2 separate regions of the Mus musculus genome follow, and region 2 is linked to region 1. The links are chromatin contacts, called in public HiChIP or PLAC-seq maps. All regions are on one chromosome and are shown on one strand. Each heading gives the region's core, a stretch centred on a gene start, on an enhancer-like site or on the middle of the called end of the contact. The rest is flanking DNA. Distances are from core to core; before and after follow the strand shown.

Region 1 (4,884 bases), core at 1,010-3,509:
AGACACACACAGATTAATTTTTTAAAAGTCTTAAGCTAGGACGGTAGCATCAGAGATGGAGAGACAGAAAGGTATTTATAAAAGATGAATAGATTCTAGAGGGGAATGTATTCACAGGTCTCTGGCATGGGAAACCAGTGATGGGTGACCACTTGCTGGGACACAGGAGCTTGGCAGAGGAAGCAAACTGGAGAAAGAGACAGATGAAGAGAGAGAGAGCCTCCCATTGCCCTAATCTCTGTCATGTTTGTGTCTTCACGGAAGCAGAAGCTTACATACTGGGTGGACATTCTGCTCTGCAGCTTGTGAGGTTGTAAAAGTGTCCAGCATACAGACGGGATGTTAGGCCATGGACAGGTTATGTTGTCCACAGAAGGAACAGAGAGGCAAACAGAAGAGCGCTCAAAGAAACCCTGAGAAAGGCAGGTGGAAGACAGGACGAGAACAAGGCACAAAGGGGCGGGAGAAAGAGACGACCTCATGGCCAACATCCCCAGACCTGATCCCCATGGTCGACGCCACCCAGACTCACTGGATTAACTGGGGACCCTTAAAAGATCACTACTGTTCCATTTCTCTCGAAGCTCTTCTTCTCCTATCAGCTGATGTGACCAACACCCATACAGCAGACAACTGTCGGGTCTGGGTTCAGACACGATGCACCTAACCCTCAAGAGCCTGGAGGCCCCAGGGAGTTTAGAGGTCTTGTGGGGTGGAGGAAGGGGAGTAGGGACATCCACGTGGAGACAGGGGGCCAGGGAGGAGGTATGGGATGTGGAACAGTCAGAGGGTGGACTGGGAGGGGAATAAAATCTGGAGTGTAAATAAATAAATAAATAAATAAATAAATAAATAAATAAATAAATGATTTTTTAAAAAAACGTTCTTCCTCTCCTCGCCCCTGCCACACCACCTGCCCCAGGTGTCCCTTATCCTCACCCCTGCCCTCACCACCTGCCCCGAGGGTCCCTTATCCTCATCCCTGCCACACCACCTGCCCTGAGTATCCCAGAGTAAGGGCCGCTCTCTCTCTGAGCTCCCAACATGTCCGCTCCCTTACATTCTGGTTTCTCACCTCAGCACAACATGGGCATCGTATTGGCACGTTTGTTTGGGCGCTACTTGTCTAAAGGCTGTTTCTCCGCTAGCCTGTAAGCCCCAAGGGAAAGGGCAGAGCTGTGTTATTTAGTTCACATGTGTATGCTCACGGCCTTGCATGTAGGACACCATCAATGCCTGTTGAACAAATGCTTAGGGGGGAAAAAAGGCTTTCCTTTCTTGAGGCGGGGGTCTCTGCTTAGGCTAGTCTTCCCGTTCTAGCCTCCCACGTGCTGGGAGTACGGGTTCTGACCACATCTGGTGAAAAATAGGGTCCGTTTAAGTTTGAACTATGAAGACTGTAGGGGTTATTTTAAAAGGAATTTTAAATTTGGTATGTTTTAGGACTCTTTTCTTTAGGGAAGGAAAAATAACTATCACTGACACTCTGATGAGTATATTTATAACTTCAGGAGGTCGGGTGTCGCAAAAGAGTTGATATATACCACTTATACCAAGTGTGCTGGCACACGCCTTTGATTGAAGTATGCCCGAGGCAGAGACAGGCAAGCTCTGTGAGTTCAAGGCCTGCTGGGGCTACAAAGTGATACAGAAGAGTGGGTGATACAAAGCAGCACCCACTTGTGTCATTGATCTCTCTGGAGGTAAATGACGTCAGTGAGCCCTGGAGGCTCTGCGCATCATGCAGTGGTCCCATCAGTGACGGCAGAAGTAGAAGCTGCATTTAGCATTTACTGCTGCTACATGTTGCATTTAGCATTTACTATGCTGCTACATGTTGCATTTAGCATTTACTGTGCTGCTACATGTTGCATTTAGCATTTACTATGCTGCTACATGTTGCATTTAGCATTTACTATGCTGCTACATGTTGCATTTAGCATTTACTATGCTGCTACATGTTGGGTGATTCTCCTGCCTCCTCTGCTTGTTCTTCTGGTTAAAAAGGTAGATTTATTATTATTATTATTATTATTATTATTATTGGGGGGAAGAGGAGGGGGAGATGGAAGAGGAGGGAGTGGAGGAGGAGGGGGAGGAGGAGGAAGAGGAGGGAGTGGAGGAGGAGGGGGAGGAGGAGGCTGTTGTCATTACCTCAACCTGACTGGCACAGAGGGACCAGTATAGATCCCCAGCTGACTTCTTGCAGTGTTCTGATTAGTTCTGGCCCTAAAGCTGCTTTTTCTTCCGCGACTCATCCCACGTATGCTCGCTTAGTCACATGGGTACAAGACATTGTTTAGGGAGACATTCCAACACAGCCCAGCTTTCAATAGCCTGTCAATCAAGTTGCCCTTGCTGGAAGCATTCCTTAGATAAGGACCTCTCTCCTCTATGCCTTTGTTAGCATGTTTGCCTGGAGATCTGCCATCCCCGGCTTTCAAGGAGGTTTGAGTAGGCTCTTTCCCCTTCTTTCTTCCCAGACTTTCCTCAGCAAGAGGTGGGTGTTGGGTGACAGGCCTGCTGCGGCCTTCTCATCTGCAGGGTAGCACAGATGGCAAACATCAGGGTGGGGACTCATGCCCAGCTCTGCCTTACTTGCAAGGCCGCTCTTCCCGGCACGCTACCCTCCACCCCCTCTCTGACTTAGAGCAGAGCAGTAGCTGTCTTTCTATGTTCTGCTTGTTGTTCGTTTGGTTGGTTTGGTTTTTCAACACAGGGTTTCTCCGTGTAGCCCAGGCTGTCCTGGAACTCACTCTGTAGACCAGGCTGGTCTCAAACTCAAGAGATCCACCTGCCTCTGCATCCCGAGTGCTGGGATTAATGGTGCACCCCACCACCGCCCTGCTGCATCTCTGATTTTAATTGGTGTTGTTAGCATTATCTGTCTGGCTGCTGGGCACAGTCCTTGGGCAGTTTTGCTGCTGTATCAGCCCGAAGGTCTGCAGTTTTAAGAACCTGAGACAGTGAGAAGAAAGCTCGTAGGAAAGGAAGGCACGGTTTGAACTGCAAGGTGGTACGGGTGAGACTTCAGCAGACGGCCGAGTTGGTGCTGAATGCACTCGATAATTTCAATAGAGATAACACGGTAGCCTCTTAATGCGTGTTGCAGAATTGGAATGTAGTCACCAAAATTCAAGTGTTCGAAACTTCCCCAGTGCAGCAGAGGTGAGAAACGAGCCAAACAGGAAGTGTTTGTTTCACTGAGTGTTGTAGAGAAAGGATCTCTTGTAAGCATCACCTGTCAATAAAAAAAAAAAAAAGAAAAACACAAAAAGACCAACAAACAAACAAACAAACAAACAAACAAATAGGAGGTGGGGCACTGGCAGGAAGAGAGAGGATTCTGGGAAATAGTGAGTGTATAAAAGAGAGAGTCAAGAGACCATGGAGACAGACCACAGAGAGGGGTCTAAACCAGCAGATTAGATGAACTCAGGGAGACACGTGAAGAAAGAAGGGGGCTGGGACTGAAAGAGAGGTAACTAACCAACTGGTAGACATAGAATAGTTTAAATGGTTAACTAAGTCACAAGCTACTCAGAGAATGAGTCAAAACTTACGGCCTAGGAATTTAATAATAACTAATTAGTCGTGGAGTCTTCTTTCCAGGAGCTAGGAAAGGAAAAATGGATTTTATTATTATTTTTTGCGTGGTGTCCACCTAATTAATATTAAGAAGACTTGGATTTTATTAAAATTTTACAGGGTGTCTCCCTATTAATAGTAAAAAGGGCTTTTTGTTATTTGTTTATATAGTACTAGAGGTCAAACCCTGGGGCCACTGAGCTATGACCCAGGCTCCTCTACCCTAATAAAGGACAATTGTCGCTATAAAAGGGTGAGCGGTATGTTTTCTTGTTTGTGGTTTTGTCTTCTCTTACCCCGTCTGCCTTCCGCCATGGGGAGAGGCCATGAGAAAGTTCTTACCTGATACTGCCGGCTCCAGTCTTGGTCTCCCCTGTCTTCACAATGAAGAAAAAAATAAATGTATATTTTTTTAATGGATTCTCAGCCTCTGTTAACTCTTTACAACAGAACAAAACAGACAAAAGCACACGTTGATATTTAGACTTATTTTTCAGGAACCATTGTTAGCAGCGAGGTGTACCCTGTGAGAAATAGCTACGTGCTCCTTGTTCGCCCTGAACTGTGGGTCTTCCCCGAGGACGGTTGGCAACCAGCCGAGGAAGACACATTCCCAGGGCAGAAGTAAGCAAATGCTATAGATGAGAGCGTGCTCTCTTCTCAGAAAGCTGGCTGCGGGGCGTTTGCCAATCTGCCAATATTGATGGGGAGATCTATGACACTTTCTGCTTCCTGTACGCAGAGATCACGTGCCTGCCACACGAGAGGATCTGGTAAAGAACCAACACATCAAACCGGAACAGACCGGATTCCTGTAAGGAGCAATAAATAATGTTCCTTCCCCCCACCCCACCCCCACCCCTGAACTGGAAGATAGAAAATCAATATCTCAACTTAATTACTAATAAACTCAATCAGAAGTTGCAACATGGAACCGGGCTAAATGGGTTCCCTCATTCCTTGCTGCTGAGAGGAATAAGCTCATGTGATCACTGGCTGCACTGGACCATGACAGGTTCTGGGTCTCTTTCACACATGTCTTTTCTTGCATGTTGGAGTAGAGAACGTGTTTGTCCTGACACACTCACCGCCAAGCCGTTCTGAGTGACAGGGGTTTTGAAACAGACCCAGAAGCAGAGGCTGTTCCCTGCATGTTTCCTTCCTACTTTGGCGTCGCAACTGAGCAGCAGTCCCTTGACAGATGATGATGGTGGTGGTGGTGGTGAGGAGGAGGAGGAGGGAGAGGAGGAGGGAGAAGAGGAGGAGGAGGAAGAGGAGAAACGGCTCATCCCCTTT
Region 2 (4,884 bases), core at 1,542-4,041, 810 kb after region 1:
GTTGGCTGGTGTGGTCAGTGCAGTACCCTAATGTACTAGGTAGGTGTTGGCTGGTGTGTTCAGTGCAGTACCCTAATGTACTAGGTAGGTGTTGGCTGGTGTGGTCAGTGCAGTACCCTAATGTACTTGGTAGGTGTTGGCTGGTGTGTTCGGTGCAGTATCCTAATGTACTAGGTAGGTGTTGGCTGGTGTGTTCGGTGCAGTACCCTAATGTACTAGGTAGGTGTTGGCTGGTGTGTTCAGTGCAGTACCCTAATGTACTAGGTAGGTGTTGGCTGGTGTGTTCAGTGCAGTACCCTAATGTACTAGGTAGGTGTTGGCTTGTGTGTTCAGTTCAGTACCCTAGTATACTAGGTAGGTGTGGTTGGTTGGCTGGTGTGTTGGGTGCGATAGGTTATTGTGCTAGGTATGGCTGGCTGGTGTGTGAGATGCAGTACACTAATGTGCAGGGTGTGCCTGGTTAGTATAGGAAGCAGTGCACTAGTGTACTAGGTAGGCACTAGTAGGTACTACTGGTATAGGATACAGTAGGGCACTGTGCTAGGAGCCTTCTCCCTTGACTCAATCTCAGTTCACTGTGGTGTCACCTGGATGTAATTCCTTTTGTAAGTTGAAGATCATCCGTCCTTTGTGTGAGGACTGGGCAGGAGGGGATCTGTTTCTTCATGGAGAAAATAGGAGGATGGTATCCTCACACCTAACAGTTATCACAGAGAAAGGAGCTTCAGTTGGGGAAGGGCCTCCATGAGATCCAGCTGTGGGGCATTTTCTCAATTAGTGATCAAGGGAGGAGGGCCCTTGTGGGTGGTGCCATCACTGGGCTGGTAGTCCTGGGTTCTATAAGAGATCAGGCTGAGCAAGCCAGGGGAAGCAAGCCAGTAAGTAACATCCCTCCATGGCCTCTGCATCAGCTCCTGTTCTCTGACCTGCTTGAGTTTCAGTCCTGACTTCCTTTGGTGATGAACAGCAATGTGGAAGTGTAAGCTGAATAAACCCTTTCCTCCCCAGCTTGCTTCTTAGTCATGATGTTTGTGCAGGAATAGAAACCCTGACTAAGACAGGTTACTTTCATGACCTGACTTGTGACAGGGTTACTCTCATGACCTCAGTATCTTAGGATGGAGTGAAGCCAGCTGGAATAGAAAAGTCTCTAGAAAAGATCCCAGTTTCTCAATGGCCCACATGACCGGGGAACCGGGAAAGGGCCTTGTTCTGCCCAGAATCAGTGGTACCTGCACTGGCCTCCACATAAATGCTTAGTGGTCAGGGAGCCCCTAAGTCCCTACTTAAGACAATGGGGTACTGTCAGTGGAGATGCAAGCTGACAGCAGCAGGCTTACATTGTCAAACTAGAACGGCCACAGTTAGAGGGTTTAGGAAGCTAAAGGAACAAGGACCATAAAATGGCAAAAGCACCCCCAAGCCCCAAGAGACGGAACAGCATCATGTCTGAGCGCCAGCTCTCTAAACGCTGGTGACAGAAGAGTATATCTATCCGCTGGACGTAAAGAACCCAGAAGCAACCATGACGTTAATTTTGAAAAGCTAGAGTCGTTTACAATTTTGTACTTAGACGATACGACAGAAACGAAAGTGTCGCTGTGATTGCCTCATGAAGTAGACACACCACGCACACAGGCACACACACACACAGGCACACACACACACACAGGCACACACACACACAGGCACACACACACAGGCACACGCACACACAGGCACACACACACACACAGGCACACACACAGGTGGACACACACACACAGGCACACACACACACAGGCACACACACACAGGCACACACACACACACACACACACACAGAGTATATAGAAACAAGTCTTTGTAGACTCAGCCGTATTTCCGAGGAGTTAGGTCCTGATTAACACTTTGAACTATGTTTTCTTTCTTTTTTTTAAATTTAATTTTATGTTTTACTTATTCAATTTACATCCTGCCTCCCTCCCAGTCACCCTCTCCCACAATTCTTCCCCTCTTTCCCTTCTCCTCTAACTGGGTGCCCCCCCCTGGGTATCCCCCTACCCAGACACCCCACACAAGACAGCCCAGCTAGAACATATCCCACATACAGGCAACAGCTGTTAGGACAGCCCCAACTCCAGTTGTTTGGGAAGACCAAGCTGCACATCTGCTACCTATGTGTAGGGAATCCTAGGTCCAGCCCACGTGTGTTCTTTGGCTAGTGGTTCAGACTCTGAGAGCCCCAAGAGCCCAGGTTAGTTGACTCTGTTGGTCTTCCTGTAGAGTTCCTATCCCCTTTGGGGCCTCAGTCTTTCCACCTGTTCTTCCATAAGCGTATCCAAGCTCCATCCACTGTTTGGCTGTGGGTGTCTGTATCTGTCTGAGTCAGCTGCGGGGTGGAGCCTCTCAGAGGACAGTTACTGATGCGTTTATAAAATGATAAAGAGATGGAGGTTATGTTCTATGGGGGTGTGGTGAGGTATGGAGGAAGGGGATGTCTCAGCGGGCTCATGCTGAGGCATTCCTTCCACCTAAGGGACTCTCTAGTATAGAATAGCGTTTATTCAGGGCATGGGGAGGGGAATTAAGAGGGTAGCAGAGGCAGAGAAAGGCAGAGAGGGGGAGAGAGTAGAGAAGTAGAGGCCGACCATGACCACGTGGAGAGATTGGGGAAGGGAAGGGGGAAGGGAGGGGGGAAGGGAAGAGCCCAAGGGGGCAAGAGTGAAGCAAGAGTAAGAGAAGAGGAAGGAGGGAGCAAGCAGTCCCTTTCATAGTGGGTCAGGCCTACCTGCCTGTTGCCAGGCAACTGTGGGGCGGAGCTTAGACAGAAGGGTAACAGTTAGGCTAGGCTCCTATCTGCAAGCATTAAGAGGATCATTAACAGTGTCAGGGACTGGTGCTTGTCCATGGGATGGGTCTCGAGTTCGGCTGTGTTTTCTTGACTGGATACCACATGCATTGGACAGAATGCTGGGTCGTCGCATGCTTCTGTTCTCCTTGGTCGGACTGACTTCTCCTCGATCTAATTTGCTTCTTCTCCTGAAGGGAAAAAAAAATCCCTCAATTCTGTCCGTTCTAATCAAGGACAGCATATCATAACCAAACACTGAGTCCCTTCTGTCCCAGGAGACATCCTGTAACTTCTCCGTCGGAATCAGAACTGAACGCAGCGGGAGGGGGGGGGGCGGGCACAGAACCAGACGCTAAGAATAGCCCACTCCCACCGGGGACGCGCTGATACGCTTTGTGAAGTCACAAATAGTTCCATTCCTCCAGATAGGATTTGGGGGGGGGGGGGGGATTGAGCCGTGTTAAAACTCTGTAAATGAAGGCAGCTAGGGAAAGACCAGTTGAAGTGACCAGAGTAACTTAGGGAGCCCTTTGTGTCCGTCAGTCCGTCAGTTTGTCTGTTGTTGTGGGGAGACCGAGGAGGAAGGATTTATGGGGTTCACAGTTGCAGACCTACAGCCTGTCAGAGTGGGGAGGGGCAATTCACTTGTGGGAGTTAAGAAGGGAGTTCGGAAGGGCAGGGAGGGGCAAAGGAGAGGGGTGGGGGAGGATAGGAAACCAAAGGAAGAGAAAGAGTTAAAAAAAAACACAGGATCAAGTTCTCAGCACAAAGATTTCTTTGCCCCAGAGAGACAAAGAGCAGGGCTAAGAAGCAAAGCCAGGAGATAGAGGATGAGCGAGAAGGAGAAGGGAACAAGGGAGAGGGGGCAGGGATATTTGTCCCAGAGGAAGACAAAGGACGGCCTTTGGATAGAGAGGAGACCGACATGGCCCATGGGAAAATGGTAGTTTATAAAGGCAAAGGAGGAAACCCCATGTTAGGCTGAGTTGTTACATTTTGATTGGGCAGGTGAATTAGGTAGCCAGAGCCGCCTTTTGGTTGCTGGACTTCTATACTTTGACAGCTGGACCTTGGTGGCTAGCATTAGATACATAATCGAATGTTTTTTTTAGCAAAGCCTGCCGAAGCCATGTTTGCCATGCCCCGGCCTGCCAGAGCCCTTCAGACAGGGCTGTGTGTGGGAGCTAGCTCTGGCCTCCTTTTGTACTGTTATTCCCTCCAGGTGCCACAGCCATGGGATGGGGCCGCCTGCTCTCAGCCTTAGTCGGGTCCGCTCTGGAAAGCGCCACCACACAGAGTCCCAGAAGTGTGCTTGATTTAATCCCTTAAGCACTTGCAATCCGGCCAAGCTGAGAAATCAGCGTTACGTTACCCATCGTACCCTCCTGGCAAGGAGATGCTGAAGGGATGTCATGTGTTTGCTTGAATTCGATGGAGAGGTCTTAGCCAAATCTAAGTGAGCGAGGCAGGGTGGCTCCCCAGCCACAGGGCCCCCAGCACTGAGGCTGTGATAGTGCTACTTACAGGCTAGGGGAGGGGTGTGTTTGTGTGTGTGTGTGTGTGTGTGTGTGTGTGCCCTCGTGCCTGTGTCCTCCCCATGCTGAAGGCCGAGTCTAGCTCTGCACCTTTTTCAATAGTTTTTTGTTTGTTTGTTAGCTCATCTGGGGGTATTCCATGTGTCTGTACAATTTTTGATTGTTTGCTTTTGCTTTTATGTTTTTAGCAGGGTTTCACTATGTAGCCCTGACTAACCTGGAACTTAGTATGTAAGCCAAGTTGACTGGGTCTCATAGAAATCTATCTGCCTCTACCCCTCTGCCTCTCTGTCCCTCTGCCCCTCTGCCTCACTGCCTCTCTGCCTCTCTGTCCCTCTGCCCCTCTGCCCCTCTGCCCCTCTGCCTTTCAAGAACTAGGATTAAAGGCATGCTCGACCATGCTGGGCTTTGCTTTCTTTATACCCAAGTAGAAGATAGTAGCATGTTATTCCCATTTCATGACACCTTGCCCAGGGTTGGCTAGTAATAACAGAGCTGGACTTTGAGCCCCAGCTG

The links. HiChIP or PLAC-seq counts read pairs in DNA pulled down with a chosen protein or histone mark.
Region 2: an H3K27ac HiChIP or PLAC-seq map of extraembryonic endoderm stem cells shows a contact between it and region 1, with 3 times the contacts expected there. The contact joins two enhancer-like sites. A contact is called at or near these places in 1 of 115 datasets of contacts at active chromatin or transcription factors (extraembryonic endoderm stem cells) and 1 of 9 other capture datasets (embryonic stem cells).

Annotation. Positions count from the first base shown.
Region 1 is chr15:96,522,067-96,526,950 of GRCm38.p6, forward strand. No RefSeq gene overlaps it. Among named protein-coding and RNA genes, the nearest start is that of Gm32406, 17 kb to the left of the region's middle. Within about 2 kb of position 2,260, at least 65 of the 459 cell types and tissues checked have an H3K27ac peak or open chromatin away from gene starts, as enhancers often do. A contact at or near this core is called in extraembryonic endoderm stem cells, where this site is marked.
Region 2 is chr15:97,335,345-97,340,228 of GRCm38.p6, forward strand. The region is part of intron 3 of Pced1b (PC-esterase domain containing 1B); the gene reads left to right. It overlaps Gm33325 (a long non-coding RNA gene), which reads right to left. Exons shown (of 5, transcript XR_875640.2): 5 at 2,825-3,021. Among named protein-coding and RNA genes, the nearest start is that of Gm33325, 20 kb to the right of the region's middle. Within about 2 kb of position 2,792, at least 33 of the 459 cell types and tissues checked have an H3K27ac peak or open chromatin away from gene starts, as enhancers often do. A contact at or near this core is called in extraembryonic endoderm stem cells, where this site is marked.